Regions from separate parts of the Mus musculus genome. Here region 2 is linked to region 1. The links are chromatin contacts, called in public promoter capture Hi-C maps. All regions are on one chromosome and are shown on one strand. The core of a region is the stretch at or near the end of the contact, and the rest is flanking DNA. Distances in the headings are between cores, read along the strand shown. Region 1 has its middle 63 kb from the start of Gm35189. Region 2 overlaps Gm35488 (a long non-coding RNA gene).

The links. Promoter capture Hi-C pulls out the DNA fragments that hold promoters and counts their contacts.
Region 2: a promoter capture Hi-C map of hippocampal neurons shows a contact between it and region 1, with 2.4 times the contacts expected there. The contact joins two enhancer-like sites. A contact is called at or near these places in 3 of 39 promoter capture datasets (the C10 cell line, cranial neural crest and hippocampal neurons) and 1 of 115 datasets of contacts at active chromatin or transcription factors (memory CD8 T cells).

The regions. Positions count from the first base shown.
Region 1 is chr12:77,114,893-77,120,367 of GRCm38.p6, reverse strand. No RefSeq gene overlaps it. Among named protein-coding and RNA genes, the nearest start is that of Gm35189, 63 kb to the right of the region's middle. Within about 2 kb of position 3,242, at least 2 of the 459 cell types and tissues checked have an H3K27ac peak or open chromatin away from gene starts, as enhancers often do. A contact at or near this core is called in hippocampal neurons, where this site is marked.
Region 2 is chr12:77,786,987-77,792,461 of GRCm38.p6, reverse strand. It overlaps Gm35488 (a long non-coding RNA gene), which reads left to right. Exons shown (of 4, transcript XR_381712.4): 3 at 312-449; 4 at 2,443-2,594. Among named protein-coding and RNA genes, the nearest start is that of Gm35488, 23 kb to the left of the region's middle. Within about 2 kb of position 2,826, at least 76 of the 459 cell types and tissues checked have an H3K27ac peak or open chromatin away from gene starts, as enhancers often do. A contact at or near this core is called in hippocampal neurons, where this site is marked.

The DNA of each region.
Region 1 (5,475 bases), core at 1,993-4,492:
AGCGCTGATATGTGATCTCTCTCTCTCTCTCTCTCCCTCTCTCTCTCTCTCTCTCTCTCTCTCTCCTGTGTGTGTGTGTGTGTGTGTGTGTGTGTGTGTGTGTACTGAGTTACACTTGCCTTTTGGTAGGAAGAAGCCAAGGTTCTCTTGTTTCTCTTTACACCTTTCCATAGACCAGAATTTTCCCCTGCCATGAAATGGTTCTCAGCAGGCCTCTGCAGGCCTGAGTTCTGTGAGGCAGGGGAAAGAGCTGGGTAGGGACTCTATTATCCTAAGGAAGCTCTACTACAGATAGAAGAGTGGGGCCTGACCAAGGAGATAAGTCAGGGAAGACTGTTGAGAAAAAGACATTCACAGAGGACATCACATGAAAGGCTGTGCAGAGCCATGCTTCGCGGGTTTTAAAAAAGCAAAATAAAGCATGGATAAATAAAAGCCCCCCCCCCCCCATGTGCATACTTACTGAGTCCAGCACACTCTGAAGGCAGAGTCAGAAGGATTATGAATCCACAGCTAACCAAAGATGCACAGTTTGAGGCTATCCTGAGCTACACAGCGAAACCTTGAAAAAGAAGAGAAGGAAGTAAGGGATGGGGGGAGGGAGGGGAGGGGGCGAGGGAAGAGCTCTAGTATTTGAGCCCTTCAGTGGGAATGGCACGAGTCCATCAAAACCCATTACACATCTGAACTGGGATGGACAAGGAAGGCAGGAGCCTTTGGACCTGCCCTGCCCCTCTGCCTCTATAAAATGCATTTATGCCCTGCATGCTGGATGCTAAACTAAGAGAGGTTCTCTCGGGCTCTTGTGCTTCACAGATTGAGCCGAGTGCTCACCAGAGGTCAGTGCTATTTGTTCTCAACCCACGTCTGCCATTATGCTTGTAATTTTAATGATACAACTTAATTACTGTGAAAACCAATGATACATGAATGAAAAACAAGAGTTCTTGCTCCTATGAAAGCCAGAGTGGTACACTCTGCAGAGGCTCTGTGAGGACAAGTCATACACACGAGAATATTGCTGCTGATCTGCTCGGTGTGGGAAAGACAAGCAGGGAGGAGCGGTAAAAGGCATGAGCAGTGTCTCCATTTGCATTTCCCTGACGGCTAAGGATGCTGAACATTTCTTTAAGTGCTATTAGAGATTCCTCTGTTGAGATTTCTCTGTTTAGGCCTGAACCCCCTTTTTTTTCCATTTTTTATTAGGTATTTAGCTCATTTACATTTCCAATGCTATACCAAAAGTCCCCCATATCCACCCACCCCCACTCCCCTGCCCACCCACTCCCCCTTTTTGGCCCTGGTGTTCCCCTGTACTGGGGCATATAAAGTTTGCAAGTCCAATGGGCCTCTCTTTCCAGTGATGGCCGACTAGGCCATCTTTTGATATATATGCAGCTAGAGTCAAGAGCTCCGGGGTACTGGTTAGTTCATAATGTTGTTCCACCTATAGGGTTGCAGATCCCTTTACTCCTTGGCTACTTTCTCTAGCTCCTCCATTGGGAGCCCTATGATCCATCCATTAGCTGACTGTGAGCATCCACTTCTGTGTTTGCTAGGCCCCGGCATAGTCTCACAAGAGACAGCTACATCTGGGTCCTTTCAATAAAATCTTGCTAGTGTATGCAATGGTGTGAGCCTTTGGATGCTGATTATGGGGTGGATCCCTGGATATGGCAGTCTCTACGAGGTCCATCCTTTCATCTCAGCTCCAAACTTTGTCTCTGTAACTCCTTCCATGGGTGTTTTGTTCCCAAATCTAAGGAGGGGCATAGTGCCCACACTTCAGTCTTCATTCTTCTTGAGTTTCATGTCTGAACCCCATTTTTAAATTGGGTTATTTGGTTTGTTGACGTCTAGTTTCTTGAGTTCTTTATATGTTTTGGATATCAGACCTCTGTTGGATGTGAGGTTGGTGAAGATCTTTTCCCAATGTGTAGGCTGTCATTTTGTCCTATTGACAGTGTCCTTGCCTTACAGAAGCTTTTCAGTTTCGTGAGGTGCCATTTATTAATTGTTAGTCTTAGTGCCCGAGCCATTTGTGTTCTATTCAGGAGGTTGTCTCCTGTGCCAATGCATTCAGGCCTACTTCCCATGTTCTCTTCTAACTACAGGTTTAGTGTATCTAGTTTTATGTTGAGGTCTTTTATCTGCTTGGATGTAAGTTTTGTACAGGGAGATGGAAATGGATTTATTTACACTCTTTTACATAAAGACATCCAGTTAGACCAACTCCATTTGTTAAAGATGCTTTTTTTTTATATATATTGCATAATTTTGACTTCTTTGTCAAAAATCAAGTGTCCATGGATGTGTGGCTTTACTTCTGGATCTTTGACTTGACTCCATTGATCAACCTGTCTGTTTTTATGACAATATCAAGTGGTTTTATCACTATTGCTCTGCACTACAGCTTCAAATCAGGGATGGTGATACCTTCAGAAGTGTTCTTGTACAGGGCTGTTTTAGATATCCTGGGGTTTTGTTTTTCCATATAAAATTGAGTATTGTTCTTTCAAGATCTATAAAGAATTGTGTTGGGATTTTGATGTGAAGTGCATTGAATCTGTAGATTGCTTTTGGTAAGATGGCCATTTTTACTATGTTAATCCTACCAATCCATGAGCATCTGAGATCCATCTTACACCCATCAAAATGGCTAAGATCAAAACTTAAGCAACAGCTCATGCTGTTAAGGATGTGAAACACAGGAACACTCCTCCATTGCTGGTGGGAGTACAAATGTGTACAGTCACCTTGGAAATCAATTTGGCAGTTTCTCAGAAAATTAAGAATAGATCTATCTCAAGACCCAGCTATACCATTTCTGGGCATATACACAAAGGATGCTCCACCACACCACAAGGATACTCACTCAACTATGCTCAAGGCAGCTTTATTTGTAATAGCCAGAAAGTGGAAACAACCTAGATGTCCCTCAACTGAAAAATGGGTAAAGGAAATGTGATACATTTATACAATGCAATATCACTTAGCTGTTAAAAACAATGACATCATAAAATTTACACCATCCTGAGTGAGGTAGGCCAGACCCAGAAAGACAAACATGATATGTACTCACTTATAAGTGAATATTAGCTGTAAAGTAAAGGATAACCATGCTATAAATAACAGACCCAAAGAAGCTAAGTAACAAGGAGGGATCAAGGGGGGATGTGTGAATCTCACTGACAAGGGGGAATAGAACACACATCCATCACAGATGGCAGAGGGGACTGGTTGGGGGTGGGCATGGAGATAGGAACAGGAGAGATCAGGTGGGAGGAGGACAGAAGGAGACAGTACTGAGAAAAACAATTGGAATCAGGAAGTGGGTGGCATCTCTGGGACAAGCTAGAAACCCAGGGCAATGGAATCTCCCAGGAACCAATGAGGGTGATCCTAACTAAGACTCATAGCAATAGGGGATATGGAGTCAGAAGAGGAGCATCTCCTGTAACCAGGCAAGACTTCCAATAGAGGGATTGGGACACCAACCCAGTGAAAAACCTTCAACCTAAACTTTTTCCTGCCTACAAGGTATGCAGCGTAATGATGGCGCAGAAATTGAGGGAAGGGCGAACCAATGACAGGCCCAGCTTGAGACCCATGCCATGAGAGGGAGCCCTCCCCTGACACTGTTAAGGATATCCCGCTATAATTGCAGATGGGAGCCTAGCATAACTGTCATCAGAGAGGCTTCACCCAGCACCTGATGGAAACAGATGCAGAGACCTACAGCCAAACTGCAGAAAAGAGGGAGGAAGGATTGTAGGAGCCAGAGGGATCAAGGAGACGACAAGAAAGCCTACAGAATCAACTCACCTGGGCTCATAGTGACTCACAGAGACCTAACTGCCAACCAGGGAGCATGCATGAGACTGAGGTAGGTTTTCTGCACATATATTACATGTGTGTAGCTTGGTCTTCTTCTGGGACTCCTAACAGCAGGAGCAGGAACTGTCTCTGACTCTGTTGCCTGCCTGTTTAGGACCCTTTCACCTTACTAGGCTGCCTCATCCAGCCTCAATAGGAGATGTGCCTAATCTTCCTGCAACTTGATACAATATGCTATGGCTGGTTGATATGCATGGGAGGCCTTCCCTTTTCTGAAAAAAAAAATGGGGTGGATTGGGGAGGGGGGAGTGGAGACTGGGCAGAGAGGAGGGAAGGGAAACACCAGTGTCATAGAGTATCGCCTTATGTCTTTAAGCTCTCGTTCCACTTTAAACCAACTGAAGCTGCTGGGGATGCAGCTCAGTAGAGAGCTTAAAGCACTGTGAGGCTCTGAGTTCTACCCCTAGCCCTGCAAAACCATAACCATTCAAACCCCCTGAGACTTAAAGACGATCCCAACTCCATGAGTACAGACTATGTTAGTTACTAAAATATCTTTTGCACCTAAATATGCCCAAGATATAGTTGGGAAACAATATATGCTTGTGAAAAAAAAAAAACTGTGGGCCCAATTAAAGCAAGAAAGGCAAAGTATACTTGAACTAATACATGTCATGATCATACCATAAACAAGATGGTGCCTAAATAAACAGGTATGCTTTGTATTTAAAAGGTTAAGGAATGGTTGAGAGTATACTCATGAGTAGAACACTTGCCTGGTATCCCAGATGGTCTCGTTTGTTGACACTGACCAAAACCAACTTGAAGCCAGGGCAGAAACTCAAGCAGGAACCTGAAGACAGGAATTCAAGCAAAAGCCATGAAGAAATGCTACTTCCTAGTTTGCTACTTAGGGCTCTCTCAGCCTGCTTCTTATCCAATGCAGGATGACCTTCCCCAGTGACACTGGCCACAGTGGGTTGGAGTTGGGCCCTCCCACATCATTAGTCAAGCAAATGCTTTTAGCCTTGCTTACAAGCCAATCAGATGGAGGCATTTTCCCAAGTGAGGTTCCCTCTTTCCAGATGACTCTAGCTTCTGTAAAACTGACAGAACAAGTAAACAAGACAAAACTAACCAACCAGCATACCTCGCTTGTACAAGGTTCTATACTCAATTCACAGAACCAAAACAACACCACAAAAGTTTAAAGTATATTTCTAGCATTTTTTCATAGTTCTCCTGCTTGGCAACACTATTGATGAATGGACCATCGACTGCTCTGGTCACACTAGACAGGTGAACTTCTCCTGCATGGACAATCAAAACAGCACTTGGGTTACCTAACAAGTATTGTCTGCCCCATGGTAGGGTCCAAGACAGAAAAAAAAAAAAAAAAAAAAGATGAGAGTGCCTAGCCAGGTTACAAGATTCTCTCATCTCTAGATCTCACTTGTTCTTACCTGTCTAGAATGTAACTAGGGCAATCTGTGCTGGTTCAGAAAGGACAGGACATGTTAGGAGGCAGAAACTGATCCAGTAGAAATGGACAGCTGGAAATAAGAATCCATGGCTTGAACCTTCTCTGATCTTGTAAGCTAGAATGAGGACTTGTGCTGGTAATAAAGGCTTCTTCCA
Region 2 (5,475 bases), core at 1,577-4,076, 670 kb before region 1:
CTCCCAGCGAGTTATGTGACTTTCAGGAGATGTATACAGCGCAGCCTCAGAGCATAGGGCCGGGAAGCCAGAAGCTGACAAAGGACAGACAAGAGCAAAACAAGATCTTGGCAGGCCCAAGGGGCAAGCGCAGGGGCCTTTGCATTCTCTCCTCTGCCTGCTGGTCCAGCTTCACAGCCTTTCTTTCCTTTTCCTCAGGGGAAATGCCAGCAATAGAAAAAGAGCACCTTGGCTTAGACCTCCAAGCCTAAGTGCCTGTAGTTCCTTCACTTCTTGTATCCTTCCACCATTAACATATGCTGTTTCCACAGACTGAAATATTCTCCAGGTCCAGTCTCAAGCATCATACCTCCATCAAGCTTCACCGACAGCCTCTAACGTGCTCCTCCTTTCAGACCCTTGCCCTGTAGCAACAGGATGACGCCATCTTCTGTCTCCCCTGCTGAATGGTGAGCAAGGCCAGGACAGAAGCAATCTGTGTCTAGTGCTCTAGGAGTTGATAGCTGCCTTGCTGTAAGGTCTGGTTCATGGGTTCAGAGTCTAAATCTGAGGTCTTAGCAAGATTTCCAAAGCAATGGGCACCTCAAAAATGGGGGGTGGGTGGTGAAAATGGGGTTCCTCAAAAAAACTAAATAAACATCTGATCATTTCAAACCTTAGCTATGTACTCAAGAGAAGTGAAAAAGCGTTCACACAAAAACTTGTCTCCAAATGTTCATAGCTGCAAAGTGAAACCAATCTCCATGTCCATTAGTTGATGGCTGATAAACAAATGCACTGCATCCTCACAGTGGGTTATCAATCAGCCACAAAATATAAGGAATATAGCTGGTACACGCTGTACACTACAGGTGAGCCTCAAGACTTTAAGTGAAGGAAGCTGGGCCCCAAAGGTCAGAGATTATATAAGTCTATCTATATAAAGAAATAGCCGGAACAGGGCAATAGATAGAGATAGGAAGTAGATCTACGGCTCTGGGAGCCAGCCGGAAGAAGAGGGAAGTGGGGAGTGTCTACTTAATCAACACAGATGTCCTTTTGGTACAGTAAGCTCTGGAATAGAAACTGGTGATAATTGCACAATAAAACACACTCAGCTCTTCTAAACCTGCAGGTTTTAGATGATTATTACCTCAATAATAATAAATTTTTAAAAACGAAAGTGAGATCAGCTTTCAGCTTCCTGCGCATTAGAGCCTGGAGCAGCGGCAATGCTTCCGATGTCCTCGTCCCCTGACTCTCACAGCTCCTGAGGCCTGGTGGCCTGAGTCCAAGGCTGGCCTCTCTCCAGAGAAGGGCAAAAACGCAATGCTGGCTGCTCTCCAGTCCCGAAACAGGCAGTAACTTCTGTCCCGTGACACCACAGAGACTGAGATGTACATTTTTATAGTCCATTTGTTATTCTGATGGATTTCATTGTTGGCCTTCAGCTTGTCCCCTTGATCTGGAGGCCTGGGACTAATCTGGGCAGATGCTGCAGGGCCCTGAGGAAAAGCATCACTCCCCCTTCACGTCACCAAGTCCCCAAGTCCCATACTCCCTAGATATTTGCAGGTTCCCATTACAGCCTGTCATGAGGACCCACAGGCTCACACATTCCAAGGTCATTGATTTAGGGTTTTCTGCCAGGCACTGTCCTAGGCTCTAAGGATTCAGGGTTGAACAAGACACAGTCAGTGGTCTCCAAAAGCCAGCGGAAAAGGCAGGAAAAAAATGAGCGTGACCATTGACAGTTGGTAGAAAGTCCAAGGGGAGACACAGGAGCAGGGTCTGAAAGGGATTAGAACTGATCATGAGACAAAGAAAAGAGATCTTTGAAAGCCAAGGGTGTGGAAAATGGCCTGGAACTTCAGAGAAGGTTTTAGGAATGGGGCAGGATAGGAATGGCCACTAGATAGCAAGGCATCATTAGATAACTAACTAGGGACAAGATACGGAACGCCTTCTCTGCCAGCTTGAGTTTGGAAGCTATTTTGATAGTGGAGAGAAAACCCTTAAAGGTTATAAGCAGAGCGAGGGGTGGAATGTCCTTCCACCAGCAGGTTTGTGAGGGAAAGAGCCTGGATGAGAGGTGGAGAGGGTCCAGGGATTCTAAGACAGTCCGTGCAAGAGACGGAGATGGGAACTGGGTGATGGTCCGAGTGATGGAAATGGAGCGCACAGACAGAGACATTGCTGAGTGACTGCGGGGAGTGAAGAGGGGCGGAGAGAGACGAGGAGGAGAGAGCAGCTCTGCCTTCTTGCTTGGGCGAGGATCATTCTGTGCGAATGATTCCATTCCAGAGAATGGGCTCTGGAAGAAAGAAGTCAGGGTGAGTTTGGGGCTCGGTGAGGTATGAATTCCAGTCAGGCCTGGGGGAAGAGGGAAGCAGACCACTATGGCTCGTGGCTGAGCTGGGGGGCAGAAGTCTACACATGTGAACACATCCCGTTTCTCATCAGGACTTCGGCTTTGGGAGCCGTGACCCGGAAGCTGCTGATGCCTGCCCCTGTCAAGGTTATTCTGGTTTAAGCTTTCTCTCCCCGATGGCGTGGGATTTCATGCTTTTCAACTCTCCCTTTAAACGGAAATGAATAAAATGATTTTCGTCCTCCGGTGGGGATTGAGAATTTTTCCTCTTTCAGCTCTGACACCTGCTACTGTTTCGCTAGCTATTAAAGGTCTGTGTGACCGGGTGGCATGCCTCTGGCAGCGCTAAATGAGTACAGGAGAGCCTAGAGAAATGTCAGGAGACAGGTGTTAAAAAGTGACGCCCAACAGCAGGAAGCAAGTAGAAGCACCGTCGCCTGTGCCCTGCCTCCTGCACAGCGCCACCTCTGTTACAGGCTCTGCAGCTCTGCTGCCCCCCTCCCCCCAAGCCTGCTCGAAGCTCCTCTCCACAGACTGCTTCTGTGTGCTGAGTGCTGGCTTTGCAGGGTCCCTCCCTAGGGGAGGCTGCCCTCCTTGCTGCCTCACCACCTGTACCAGTTTCTACAGTGCTGTAGCAAATTGCTGCATGTGCAGGCTAAGACAATACAGATTATTTATTATCTATTATATCTATTACCTGTTTTGAAATTATCAATTGATAGTCTCAATTTTGAAATCAGAAGTGTGGCACAGGTTTTCCTGGGCTAAAATTCAGGTTCTGGGAGGATGTGTTCTTCTTGAAAGTTCTGTGTGAGGAATTGTGAGGAATGTCTTTTTTTTTTTTTTTTTTTTTTTTTTTTTTTTTTTTTTGGTTTTTGTTTTTGTTTTTTCCTTTTTCTAAGCTAGAAATCTCCCTTGTCCCTTGGCTCTGAGTCCCTTTTCATCATCAAGCCAGCTCTAGCAGGTCAAGGCCATCTCATCTAGTATGGCTCAGGCCTCCCCTCCTACCTCCGTTGTGTGGTTTTGAAAGGCCTGCATTTCTTCCTCTGTTTTGTGTTACGGTAGCAGAGTACCTTCTGGCTGGGTGCTGATTTCTAATGAGCATGAATTTATTTGGCTCGTGTCTTTGGAGACTGAGAAGTCCAAGGTCAAGGATCCACAGCTAATGAAGGCTTTCTTGCTGATCACAGCCTGATTGAAGGCACCACATGACAAGAAGCCATGCAAGTGTGACCCCCACTATGAGAAAGTCAAACTCACTTTTGAAACAAGCCCATACTCCTGATAAACCCAGTCCCTGGATGTCAACATTAATTCATTCATGAAAAGAGAGCCCTTGGGATCTAGTCAACTGTAAAGATAGCACCTCTCTACATGGCTGCAAGGGGGGGAGGGTTACGTTTCCACACATGGGACTGGAGAATGGAGCACAATGAAACTACAGCATGATGTGATCAGATTGGGCCCATTTGAGAACCCAGACTCATTCCTCTAGCTTAAGATCAGATGACATGGTTGGCCATGTAATGTGTTCTTAGGGACAGGAAGTGTGATGTGTGTGCCTTTGGGGACTCCATTGTCTCCATTCTGTCGACCTTTCAAAGGGTAACTCAGGCTTATTTCCTTCCAGTAACCACACCAGACTCACAGCATTTACTTTAAAACCACAGTGTGGTGATTTTGCTTTCCTGTTTCTCTGCCTTGTCTTATGATGGTTTGGATCTTAAGCGTTCTCCCACAGCCCATATGTTAAAGGCTTGGTTGCCAGCCCATGGTGCTATTGGGAGATGATGGAACCATACTGAGGTAGACCTTAGTGAATGAAGTTAGGTTATTGTAGGTGTGCCTTTGAAGAAGACATTGGGGTTTTAACCCCTTCCTCAGCCAAAAAAAGGCCTCTACTGGGGTCTCCTGCTGTGATGTACTTATGATACAACCATACCCCCAATGTGACAGAGCTAAGTGACTATGAACTCCCTGAAACTGTGAGCCACAGTAAGTTTCTCCTTCTGTTGCTTTGTCTCCAGCATTTTGCACCATTGATAGAAAGCTGATGGCAGCATTTTGTTCCAGGCTCTGTTGAAGACTGGGGCCAAGGCTCTCTACATCCGAGTTTCCCTGCCCCCTAGCAGATCCTCGCCTTCCTCACAGAGGATAGGGTATTGTGAAAATGTGAGAACTGATCAACTGAGGGGTCTATTTACCTCTCACCATCGGTCCATTCCAGAATGGAAGAAATAACCGAGTTGATAATTAAAAAATAATAATAATTACTTGTCTATTCAAAACACTCAAAGGAAAAAATTCCAAAATGTAATTTACAAACATGGCCAAAAAAAAAAATTAGTAAATACAATGTCAGGATACGAGGTGATCAGAACTGTGGTGGCCAATATAGGAGCCACTGGGCACAGGTGGCTGTTTACATTTAGAGTTTAATAAATTAAATTTAATTTATTAAGTGTTCACTTGCCTATATTAACTGCATTTCAATTACTCTGAGCTATATGTGATAGGTAATTACTATACTGCACAACCCTGCATACATCACAGAGTTCCTGGAAGTCCTTTGCACAGTATAGGTTTAGATCTAATGAAAACTCTGCAGGCTATGCTTGAACTTGTATGTTTATGTTGGAAGAGTCAGAAGTAGTTGTGTCTGGCAGCGGGCATGGGGGAATAAAAGGGGTGGAAGAGAACCCGTGTCCCGCCAGAGTTCCGGTGCTCTGGGCGGGAGTGGGGGTGCAGAGGACTGCTGAGCACTCTCCACGCGGACCCCCAAGTGGGTGTCTGGCTGTGGGAAGGACCCAGTCCTCTGGGGTAGGGGTGGGGTAGTGGACAGGGGGCAATCTTGGACACCCCAGATGCCACTGTATGTGGAGGAAGAGCTGAAAACAAAGTGGGGGCCCCCCATGGGCAGCGCAGCCAGCCTCAGGGCCGAAGGGAGGAGGCAAGGGGAGATGGGGCACTGGGTGGTTCCCACACGGGCAAGAGTTTAAGCACATTTAAGCACAGTGGGCCTTGATGAGCAGAGATAGTCTATGGTTTAGAGCTTTATTGTAAAAAGGCAAAGAGAAAGAGAGAAGGTAAGAAGAAAGAGAGGCCAGCCATGGCCACATGGAGAG